Linked DNA regions of Drosophila melanogaster: region 1 is linked to region 2. Evidence: chromatin contacts called from public Hi-C data. All regions are on one chromosome and are shown on one strand. The core of a region is the stretch at or near the end of the contact, and the rest is flanking DNA. Distances in the headings are between cores, read along the strand shown. Region 1 holds the start of Exo84 (Exocyst 84). Region 2 holds the start of Lnk (Lnk,).

Region 1 (6,259 bases), core at 122-2,621, 160 kb before region 2:
ACCTCCGCCGGCGGCTCCACCGCCGCCAACGCCACCAGCGGCCACAGCCTGTGCTTTCTGAGCGCCAGCGCCGCCGGCTATGGAAAGGGAACCGGAGGCGGAAGGAAGGTCTCCCAGCTGTTCGCCCAATTGCAGACCCAGTTCGTCCAGCACCTGGGACACAACAGCATCCGTCTCCTCCTCGTCGCCCTCGTCCTCCATGGCGTCATCGATGGCATCGTTGATCATCTCCTCCTTCATGTCCATCATTTCCGACTGTTTCTCGAAGTCCTGCAGGATCTTCTGGATTTGCGGGAGATTCAGCTGGCGGTTCATGTTCTGCATGGCCTTCGTGACACCTGGAAGATAAGCATAATTGCTTGATAAGCGGGTGAATCAGCCAAATAGCCAATGTTTACCTTTCATGGCCTGTGCCATTGTGTTCTGCGACTTGAGCGTCTGAATTTTGAGGGACACCGCCTGGATGTTTGCCTTCATCAGCATGAACTTCTTGGCATACCGCCGCGTGCGCACCAGATCCTTGGCCATGATCTTCACGGCATCCATTTGACCCTCCTTGGCCATCTTCTTGATATCCGCGATAATCTTCTTCTCCTGCTGCTCCATTTTCATCCGCTCGCGGTCCAGATCTCGCATCGCTTTGTTGAGCGCCCGCTGATTCTTACGCAGCATCTCATCGGGGCTGATCTTCTTGCCGAATAGCCAGTCCATGTTTAAGGATATCTTAACTGCAAGATTTAATTACGAAGAATGACGGAGTTTCCTAAAGATTACTCATCAACCAAAACAATAAGCGAAGGGTGTGCGCGATTCTAAGGTGGCCAAGACGTGTTGGCGCTTACATGCGAATAGTGCTAGTGGGAAGAAGAAGCTTTGCCGGTGCACTCTGAAAGAACTGTTCACACTTCAACTTAGTGAATTAGCAACAGGTGGAAAATAATTTTAATTTATTACAATACAACACACACACATTGTAATGAATAGTATACATATAGACATATGTCTTCTTGATTTTTAACGTAGATCTTTGACGTAGTCGTTTATATTTAAAAGTTCAGTTCGAATAAAAAGTATTCAGGGCTTCAACGCCTAATCATACCTAAGATGAAAATCCGAAATGTAAATGCGAATAAATTTGTTGATCTCTAAAAGGTCTTTGACGTAGCCGTTCAGTTCGAATAAAACTTTTCATAGGTTTTAAATCTTAATTAATCTCCTATTACTTAAAACTAAATAAAAATGTTCTAGATTTATAGATTTATCTAATACCAGGGAAAACTGCAGTGAAAACATGGCATTTTCTATAGCATCAGCAACCTTACAATCGACACCTCATGATGACGCTCGTTCGTTGTGAATGGCTCTGCGTCAGCTGCAGTTTACATTCCAATCAGAATCATGAAGGAGTTCGACGATTTTAATTTTAGCGTTGAGAAATGTAAGTATTCCTATGTCTATTTAGCATTAATCAGTCTACTAATAAGTACAACGTTCCCAGATACCAAGGACCTGACACGAGAATGTGTGGGTGGCAGCGATTTGCAGCAGCGAAAAAAGGAAATCGAGGCCTACAACGAAACGACGGCAGCAACGCTCAAGCAAACATGCAAAAAGAACTATATGGAGTTTATACAGACGGCCAAGGAGATATCACGTAGTTTACGCCCCCCAATATCAATATACATTTATGTTAATATTTTCGCATCGCAGATCTCGAGTCGGAAATGTATCAACTGTCGCACATTCTGATTGAGCAGCGCAATATTCTGGCCACCATGACGGATGGCAAGACTTCCAGTCACCTGAAGGCAGAGAGTTTGGAGGCGGAGAGCACTACGGCGACGGAGGATCTGGAGAATAGCCATGCCACGCGGGCGGTCAAGGAAATGGTCCAGGGCTTCAATGGCAATCTGGAAGGCAAGACCTTCCTCAACGAGGGAGCTCTAATCGAGTTGGACAGTAATGATTATCGACCCATTCAAAGGGTCTTCTTTTTCCTCTTCAACGATGTACTGATTGTCTGCAAAGTGAAGCATGATAAGTAGGTTTTCCTATACTAAAGCATATAGCAAAAACTAATAGTAATATTTTTCAGGCGCTTGGATTTCCTCACCGAGTACGACCCCAAGAAAATAGCCGTGATTAACATTAAGGACTTGGATGGCGTTAAGAATGCCATTAATATCATTACTCCAGATGGTTCCAAGATCTATCAAAGCATCACGGCTGCTGGGAAGACGGAGTGGATAGAGAAGCTCGAAGAGGCCTTCCGCTTTGACCAGCAAAAGAAACCAAAAAAGGGCCAGGCGCCACAGCCTCCAACTCGGGCCAAACAGCAGTCAAAAGCTTCGACTCCGGAGAAGGAAACCACACCCCAGAGTCCCGGACAGCCCAAATCCCTGGAGGATGAGACGCCCGAGTGGCTAAGCACGGCCAGTGAAGAGATTCAGACCCTGGTGGCCCAACGGCATTTCGAGGATGCCCAGGAGCTGATAAAGCGAACCCAGGACTTCTTGCGAAACGAGAACCGAAAGAAGTTGCCACTAGCGGACGCCATTGAAACCAAGGTGAAGCAGCAGGAGCTGAAGCTGATCAATGTGCTGCTCAAGGAGTTGTCCAACAGTCACAATCGCAATCTGCAGATCGCTCTGAGAGCAGCCAAGCGGCCTCTGAAGATTCTCGTAGAGATGGGTCGCTATCGGCAGGCGAGTGCCACTCTGCTGAAGGTCTGCGCCGTCAGTTTGCGGGTGGCGCAACGGGAGGCGCGCAGGAATAATGCGGATATATCGGAACTCTTCTTTTGTGACCTGACGCAGGTGGCCTGTGATTTTCTCACCGCCTTTGAGAAGCAACCGGCGTGCGTTAGCGGTAAGCTTCATTCCTATTTCTGTCTACATTTAAGTATTACTACTATCTAATTCTTGCAGCGCTCGTGGTTTGGTGCAATGCGGAGCTGCAATATTTTGCCAGCCAACTGATAAAGCATTACCTGACCAAGGGAACCTCCCTGGAGTCAGTGGCCAAATGTGTGGAGCGAGTGCGCAAGCCCTCGACAAAGCTCACAGAGATCGGGCTGGACATTAGTTATCATTTGGAAGGTCTGTTGCGCACTACACTCGAGTCGCTCATAGAGGAATCCAAGGAGCGACTGCTGGACTCCGTGGGTCGCACCGAGGAGAGCTGGCAGCCGTACAATTTGCAGACCAAGTCGAACCTGAAGCGTCTGCTCCTGGAGCTCGATGTCTTGGGTATCGATGTGCGAGCCCAGGCGACGGGCGACACATGGATTAATCTCACCCAGTCGACAGTGGTTTTCATCAGACACTTCCTGCAGCTCACCGAGTACTGCGGCTGTCTGGCCAAGTGCGAAACCCTGCTGCAGAGCCTGGAACTGCTTCTTAAGGAGCTGTTCATTGCCCAGCATTCGTTGAAACCGCCCAGCGACATGGCCGTGGATGTAAGTTAGAAAGCAGCTTAAATAAAACCGCTCTCTTCAAGAATGCCATTTTCAGCCCAACTTTGTAATGAAGAACAAGATTTTTCTGGTGGACAACCTGCTGCCCATCGCCATCGACAAGTTTCGACAGATTTCTGGACGCCAGTGCGAGGGATTGCGCGAGTTGCACACGAAAATGTCCCGCCAGCAAGGTGCTCCAGTGCCGCGCCAGCGCAGCGTCTACACCACAGATGTGTTTTAGATGCACGCCGTGGGATTTACTTTCGATTACATATAATTTTTTATTTTTTCGTTTTGCTTCAATTATTTATAATATAATTATATACATATATAACCACAATAATAATAATATTTGTAAAATTAAAAATCGAAGCGTGTGCTGCACTCTATCTCTTGCTTATTACAATTTCGCCGCTCGCATTATATATATAATTGTAAATATATATAAATCGATTCGTTTTCTGTTTTTCATATATATACTCTAAACACTAAACAATTTAGCTGTGTTCTACTTTTCGGTTTCGGTTGTTGATGCGGCTCTCTCTGTGTTGGGTTTAGCTGCTCAAAATATAGGATTTTACACTTGGTTCTGAAGAGTTGAGTTTGATTCACACAATTAATTCCTCGATTTTCTCATTACACATTTTCTCAAATTACATACAAGCAAAGCGGACTGCTCTGAGCTTCTAACTACTGACCCCCAATGCGAGTGAGTGTTTCGAAAGTGGTTTCCGTGTTTAATTTATAATGTAAAACTCTTAACTAAAATGCTTACTAAGTATATTCATTTATAATTATATATATATATATATATATATACCTTTTATGCAAATGTGTTTTGTGTTTTTCGTATGTTGTGTTTGTGTGTGTGTGGTGTGTGTTTGGAGGGACGTTGGGAGGTAAGGAAACTGACAACTTAAAATTACATTTGTTGTTGCATTCGCTGTCTGACTTTTCAGCTAAATTACAAAAACCGCTCACATAAAACAAACTAAAAGCACTCGCATCGTATTTGTATTTAACTCCTTTTGTTCAGCTGGTAATCATAATCTCAACGCTCCTGCAATTGCAATGACTGACTAATTCCACTTATCCTCCTATTTGTTTTTATGTTAAGATGAACGTAGGTAGGTATCGCCGACTTTTTATGTTTCTGTTTCCGGTTTCATTTTGTTAATTTTACAACATACTCGTTTCTGTTGCTCGCATGCATTATCATTTTATTTCGCTCTGGTTCTCATTTTACTTGAATTCTTCTTTACTTGCAATTTGTGTGTTCAACTTGTTGGTTTGTTTTTATTTATTGGACTTAGCTTAGGCTTAGTAGCTACAAGTACGCTTAAAATTTTAGTTTTCCTTTTTCTTGTATATATATTATAGAATTTTCATTTTTGCTTCGCTTTTTGATGCGTTGCTACTGCCGCCTTTCTGCTTTTCTTTTTTTGTTTTACTGCCGATGCTGCTGCTGTTGTTTTTGTTGTTGTTATTTGCATGATTTCGAACATGTTGTAATAAAAACTATACGAGCTTATTACAAAATGAAAAAACTGCATGGTTTTGTGGATTTAATAAATAACTTCGTAGACAGTAGCCTTCTTATCGCCCGAACCCGTCACAATGTATTTGTCGTCAGTTGATATGTCGCAGCTAAGTACGGATGATGTTTCCTTCGACTGAAAAACGTCCAGTATTTTAATTGAGGATTTCCTTTAATATGATAAGGATGTGTGCTTACCTGGAATATGCTGGCACCGTAAGGTGTTCGCCATGCGTTAAGCAGGTTGTCTTTGCCGGTGGAAACGAACCATTTGCCGCAGGCGGCAAAGCGCAGCGACAGAACGCAGCTCTCGTGCAGATGCAGTTGATACTTGTCCGGTTTCGATGCGTGCAGCACCTCCACATGCGAGTTCTCCATACCCACAGCCAGCCAGTCGCCTAATGGATAATACAAATTATGTTATTTCTAGATGATTATATCTCGTAAGGAAGTCGTCATCATACCTGTGGGACAGTAGCCGAGCGAGAATATTTGAGAGCTGAAGTCGTGCTGTTGCAGCTGGCGACCCTCGCGCAGATCCCAGGAGCGCACCGTGTTGTCTAAGCCGCCCGTCCACAGCCTGGAGCCATCCGGACTGATGTCGATGCATGAAGCGCCGTCGGTATGGCCCTGGAACTGGCGCACCAGGATCTCGTTGTGCAGGTCCCACACAGCGATATTGCCGTCGCTGCAGCACGAGAAGCACACCTTCGAGTCAGGGCTAATGGCCAGAGCGTAGCAGGCGGGCGCCGCCGATGTTAGTTCCGCCTTTATGCGAGGCGTCGGACTGGCCAGATCCCAGATAGACAGGTTGGACGCCTCACCACCCACGATCAGCGTACGGCCGTCGGGCAGCAGCTTCACCGAGCGGATGTAGTTGTCGCGCTGCAGACAATCCAGCTGGCTAACTGGATTCTTGTTGCCCGGTTGCGAGATGTCCCATACCTTGACGCAGCCCTTGCCGCCCGTGTACACGTACTTTGTGGGATTAGAGATGGTTACCGCACAGACGACCTCTCCATGCGACAGCGTGTTGATCTGACGGGCGTGCCGCGGAATTCCAACACCCACCAACGCGTCCGGCGGGAACGGCACCGGTTGTAGACTACCCTCGCCGTTCATATGGAAAGAGTATGCACTGCAACGGCAAAATGTGTTTATTAATTAATGTAACCATTTAATTAGTGATAAGACGTTTAACGTTCGTAGAAATAGCGATATTATATACTCCTATCTGTGCCGATTCATACATTTATCATCTCCAA
Region 2 (5,483 bases), core at 2,413-4,912:
TTGGATTTTTAAAACAAAATGTAAGTTAGTTACTAAGCTCTAGATTCATCAGTTCACAGTTCAAGCCCCATCCCAGTTGATATGAAATGATAACAACTTAATTGAAATCAAAGTAAAATAAAAAACCATCACTGACACTGAATTGACTCCAAAATTTTGGCTATCTCACATGTCTCGGCGACGGATGGCCACCGCCAGCAGCTCCCGATGCAGTTCCTCCCGCCGCATTCGATGCCGTCGATGAACCCTGACCATTATCGTAGCCATTGCCGTTCCCATTGCCATTCCCATTTGTCGAAAGATCGTTGAGTTGTCCTGAGTCATGATTTGCTGCCGTCGTCGGGTCATTCAGTCTGCTGTGTGAGTGCACCCATTCGGTAAGAGTCACATCCGAAGTGCCGCCCGATTCCAGTGGTATCGGGTTGTGGCGGAAGTGTTCGAGCATTTCCTGGATCGAGGGAAACCACAGGTGCTGCACCCGACACTGACCCTTCTCCGAAATGGTGAGCCGCAAATGCTTGGCTCGTCCTTGGAAGTTAAAGGTCAGAACGAACTCGCCGCGGCGCGTTTCGCTCTGTCGCACCAAAAAGTATCCATGTCCGGCTGCATCCGAATGGAGTACCATTCTGGCAGCTTCTGATCGCGTCAGTGTGCCGTGGAACCAGGGAAACACGCTCATCTCAGCCGTCAGATCCGCCACATCTGCATCATTTTCCGTGCCCTCGATGCCATCGAAGTTGCTTGAGGCGGACAGGCGCTGTTCACCTCGATGGGGTCTTACAGGTATGTCAGGTGGCCCGGAGGTCGGTGAGGTGCCCAATTCGTTGATGACATTTAGTTCGCTGGCAGAAGTGGCTCCTCCCTGGCCCAAAGCACTGTCTGCAGACAGCGATGAGGTGAGCGGAGCTCCACCTCCCACCAGATTGCCATTCGAGCCGCGCTGCTGCTGGTACTGCGGATTCTGAATCCCACCAATGGGATTGGGACTCGGAAGTGTCGGCGATGTTTGCATGGCGGACGCCATAACACCATCCGACTCGATCGTTGGCTGCTGAGTGGGTGGCGTTCGCATGCAGTACCGTATTGTGGCTAGCCAACTCCGCATCTCCTCCGCGCTCTCCGCCTCAATCACATACTCCATGTTGTTGTCTGCCTTGAGGACGAATGTGTTCAGCCTGTCCGGCATCTCAAGTGCCGTTGTTTCGCGAGCCTCCGAGATGAGGAAACAAAAGACTCCACTGCGCGGCTTAGTCGCCTTGTGCGGCGTGTAAAACTCTAGCATGTAGCCACCCACGGCCTTGACCAGTACAAGTCGACACTTCTCCCACTTTTGGGAGCCCGTCGGTTGATCCAGACTTTCCGGCGTCAGGTTGTTCACTGTGCCCTCCTTCCGGCACTCCACAACGATCTTGGCCAGCTTCGTCTTGCTCTGCTTGCCGCTGCCACCGCTGCCATCCAAGTCATCCGAGTTCTTGTGGAAGAAGGCCTGCAGCAAAGAGATCTTTGACAGTTAAAACAAGTGGTGACAATATAGCCGGAGTTTCCGACTATAAAACATCCTGGCACTGAAAAGCTTTTTAATCAATGTGAAATACTTCATGATCTGCAAAATTGAAAGAAAGACTTGCATAATTGACAGCATGTTCTGATAATCATGACGTATTCAACAAATCAAATAGAAGATAATAATACCACTTCAGTGAGGTCTAATCGGACTTATGGACAGAATGCAAAGAATGCTAAAGTGAATGCTTTTATCTGCATACTTTTAGTTCGTGATTCGTGACCTTCTTAATGGGTATTATCGGACAGAAAACAACAATCATGTCTAAAAAAAAAGTATAAGCATCAAGTGTGGCCTCGAAATAATCAAAAATCAATCTATTCAATGATTTCGAGAGGATTTGAGAAGAGCATCAACTCACCTTGCCCTTGCGCAGTCCTTTGAATGATAGTCGTCTTAATAGAGACTTTGAGAGCAGTTTTGGCACCTCGTGCTCCTCCTCGAAGTCCAGCGAGCCCGCACCTGATTTAAGAGTGCTCCTCCGCTTGAAGAACTCCGTGTCGTAGTGCGCCGAAAAGGATTCCACAAATTTCTGAGCAAAGCTGCGATGCTGGATGTTCCTCGCCTCCTCCGGCGGCAGATTGCCATTAATGTACGTGATGCACGCCTTGGCGAAATCCGAGGCAGCCACTCTGGCGTGTCGTTCGCAGAACTCCTCCCAACTGGTTCCACCGTATGCATACGAAGACACTCCCATGGCGTTGCCCGTGCCAATTGGTGCGGGTATCAGGTCACTTCCTGCTGCTGCTGCCGCTGCCGCCGATGAAGTTCCCAGGCTGTGATGACTGCTGGCCGACGTGGGCCCAATGTAACCGCCAGCGCTGAAGGCGCTCGTATTCGCTCCTGTGCTATTGCCACCCATTTGGCCAGGTGGTTGCCAGTTCCGCTGGTCCAGGTCCTCCTCCTGCTCCTGCTGCCGCTGCCTCTGCCGGTTCCGGTTCAGTTTGCCACACGAGTTACCCAGCTGGAGTCCGTTTCAAAAGCGCTGAAATGTTAGACAAACAATGCGATCGCGGTTTAGTCGAGTTACTTCGCAAAAACAGCGATCATTGCTGATCGCTTTGAAGAATACAAAAGCATTTATAGTTTAGTTGTTATATGTATTATATATTGGGCCGATGTGCAACGATCTATTTCTATTCTCTGACTCACAGGATTAAGGTTTTCAACGAGTTGGGGGAATTTTGGCAACTTTAATTCTAGAAAACTTGATAAGAATTAAGTGCTGACCAAAACAAAACAATAAAAAGTTAGCTTTGCTTGCTATTTAAACACAATATTGATTTTACAAGCCTGTTTATTGAGTTATTTAACAGCCTGACTTATTGATGGCGCAAAATGGTATATTTTCTTAAAACACGGGTATGCAATGTATATAATGATAAGCGCCCAGACTTAAGCACATATTTTTGTTCATAACAATGTACACTGAAGAATTTTGCATTTATGTAATGAATATTTACGCATGTTTGCACATTACATTAAGTAACACGCATTTTCAGTGCCACAATTAATCCTTTTTCTCGGCAATTAAAAGTAAACGAAAACAAACTTGCGGCGTAGCCCACACACACCCACTCACACAAATGCGAGGGCAGACACACACACCCACACAGCGGCGCGGTGGTGAAAAATTTCCCACAGGAATTTCCACGCCTACGTCACATCGCAATATGCGCGTGGAACACGCTTATAATATAATCAAAAATACTATTGAATTTGCCACTCGACACATGTAAATAACTCACTTTGCGGTTTAAGTATTATCTAAATGCTCGGCATCTTTTTTATGCTTTTATTTTTCTACACAAAGTGCATGATATCTCGCTCACACGCACACACACACAAACACACGCACATCCGCTCAAAATATTCTTTTGCGTTGTTTTGTTGTTGCGAGCAAAAGGAAGTGGCGAGTTAGTCAATAACTGAAGTGCACATACACTTGTTTGTTGTTAATTCGTAATCATTGGTTGCCAGTTCCGCTTGAGCTACCGTCTGGTTGCAATATTATTTATCACTGATTTGTTTGTGTTTTTTGCGATTTAAAACGAAAAAACCTCGACCGTGAAAATTAGAGCCGGACGAAAATCGATATGCATAGTATATATCTATCGATATTTGTTGTATCGATGTTCTTTCTGGAACGTAACCCCGCTAAATGGAGGTGTGTACTCGCTAACATGAATTTACCCGCTAAGTTGTGACCGCTCGCCACAGAAAACCCGATTACCGCAAGGTTGTAAACTTTGGTAAGCAAAATGGTGGGAAACTTAGGAATATTTTGGCGCCAACATTTAAATGTAAGGTTTCAAAAAAGATCTACCTACTACATTACAAAAAGCGTACATGCTTCCAATTTTTGTAAAAAACGCTTATAGGCAATGTTGTTTTAAATCTCACATTTTTATTGTTTCTATACGTTTCGAAATTGCATTTACTTAAAATTAATATGTAACTATCGTTTCCATATGCATACAGTATTTATTTATTTTTAGCTGCGTTAATAGTAAATAATTAAAATTCTTGAAACTTAATTTTGTGAAACACACGCAGTGCAACAGTTGTCGTCTAGCATTATTAATTGATTTATTGTTTGCAACGAACACATGCATTTTGGCAAAACATCATTATGGTTGTGAAGATGTGTGGGAAACATTGGGTGACAAAACGAAAAAATCGAAGGACGGAAATGAGCGTGTGAAACGGAAACGGATCTCGATTAAATGTGTATGAAGGCGAGCTTACTAACTATTATTTGTTGCATGGTGGTTTGTTATTATTACACATAACTTAAGTATTTACAGAACGTACTGCCCGGAACAGATTTCGAGTGGATGATGTATGATTGAAATTCGAATCTCAAACTGTCTTCTTGCTAGTCTTTTCGCTATGGTTTACAGAGTTATTAGTAATGCCTATTAGTTAGTAACTAATATTTCGCTTGACCTTTGTTCTACTCGCTAGTTATCTGCATGATTGGAGACATTAAAGCCAATTTGAATGAACTCTCGTATGAAGTATATATATATGTGAATATATAAAACCTTTCCGCTTAGGCTAAAAACTATAATTACTCGGTTTTTGCTTTTATTTCACTATGAAAACGAGGATCACCTAACTTAAAACGAAACTTAGTTAAGTTGAGTTAAAAAATACATACTCAATACGTTATTTAAGAGACAAACGTTAGTATTAGATCTTATGTGTGTGTGTTCTTCACATTGTATGCTGTTGGTTTTTTGTTTTTCTTTGCTTTTAGATAGAGTACACTCAGACTTCCAGTTGTTTTGATGGTTGTTGCGCGATAAACGGCTCGCTCCACATGCGCCGCAGGTCGCCCTGCAACAAGTAACAAAACATTACAGATATCGACCAAATTCGGAACTATTCGAGCATGGAGTATACCTTCAGATACGCCATCAGCAAGAGCGGCAATAACGTAAAGGGCACTAGATACAGCAGCGCCGGCTGGGCCGCCTTAAAGACCTCGGAGCTGACCGTCGCCGTTAGCAGGCCCAAGAAATAACTGCAATGTAATGGAAATTAGTATTTATATATATTTTTATAAGTAAGCAATTTTTCGTATACTCAAACATTCCATTTATTCAACAACTTACCCCAATAAGGAACAATGAAAGTATGTCAACCGGGAGCCAACTCCTCTGGGTGGTGACAATGTGGGATCCGATGTGACGCCCTGCGCCTTCTTGTACGCATCATACCGCAAGACGAAGCACAGCAACAGGCCCGGCATCACCACATCACCCAGGCCCAGCATAGAGAAGTGACCGGTATTGTGCAGGCTGGGAAAAACAAGCTTTCCGGGCAGATTCAGCTTTGGTGTGTCCCGCACAATGCCACCCAGATGCAACTTTCTGGCCACGATGCCCACGGGATTATCGGCGGGTCGCGTCGC

The links. Hi-C and Micro-C count contacts between places; a contact is called where the count stands out from the background.
Region 1: a Hi-C map of the OSC cell line shows a contact between it and region 2, with 3 times the contacts expected there. The contact joins the promoter of Exo84 here to the promoter of Lnk in region 2. A contact is called at or near these places in 57 of 107 Hi-C or Micro-C datasets (the Clone 8 cell line, the D17-c3 cell line, the Kc167 cell line and 21 more) and 1 of 6 datasets of contacts at active chromatin or transcription factors (the Kc167 cell line).

What each region holds. Positions count from the first base shown.
Region 1 is chr3R:26,047,369-26,053,627 of dm6, reverse strand. It overlaps Exo84 (Exocyst 84), which reads left to right and starts at 1,371. Exons shown (of 6, transcript NM_206576.2): 1 at 1,371-1,438; 2 at 1,499-1,657; 3 at 1,711-2,041; 4 at 2,096-2,868; 5 at 2,928-3,457; 6 at 3,513-3,897. The coding sequence starts at 1,399. The coding sequence ends at 3,698. It overlaps Vps2 (Vacuolar protein sorting 2), which reads right to left and starts at 807. Exons shown (of 2, transcript NM_143198.2): 1 at 399-807; 2 at 1-338. The coding sequence starts at 711. gro (groucho) reads right to left here. Exons shown (of 13, transcript NM_001300610.1): 11 at 5,459-6,132; 12 at 5,193-5,392; 13 at 3,717-5,130. The coding sequence ends at 5,023.
Region 2 is chr3R:25,886,721-25,892,203 of dm6, reverse strand. It overlaps Lnk (Lnk,), which reads right to left and starts at 3,662. Exons shown (of 4, transcript NM_170247.2): 1 at 3,139-3,662; 2 at 1,926-2,549; 3 at 170-1,486. The coding sequence starts at 2,426. SppL (Signal peptide peptidase-like) reads right to left here. Exons shown (of 7, transcript NM_143180.2): 5 at 5,185-5,483; 6 at 4,973-5,093; 7 at 3,974-4,906. The coding sequence ends at 4,838.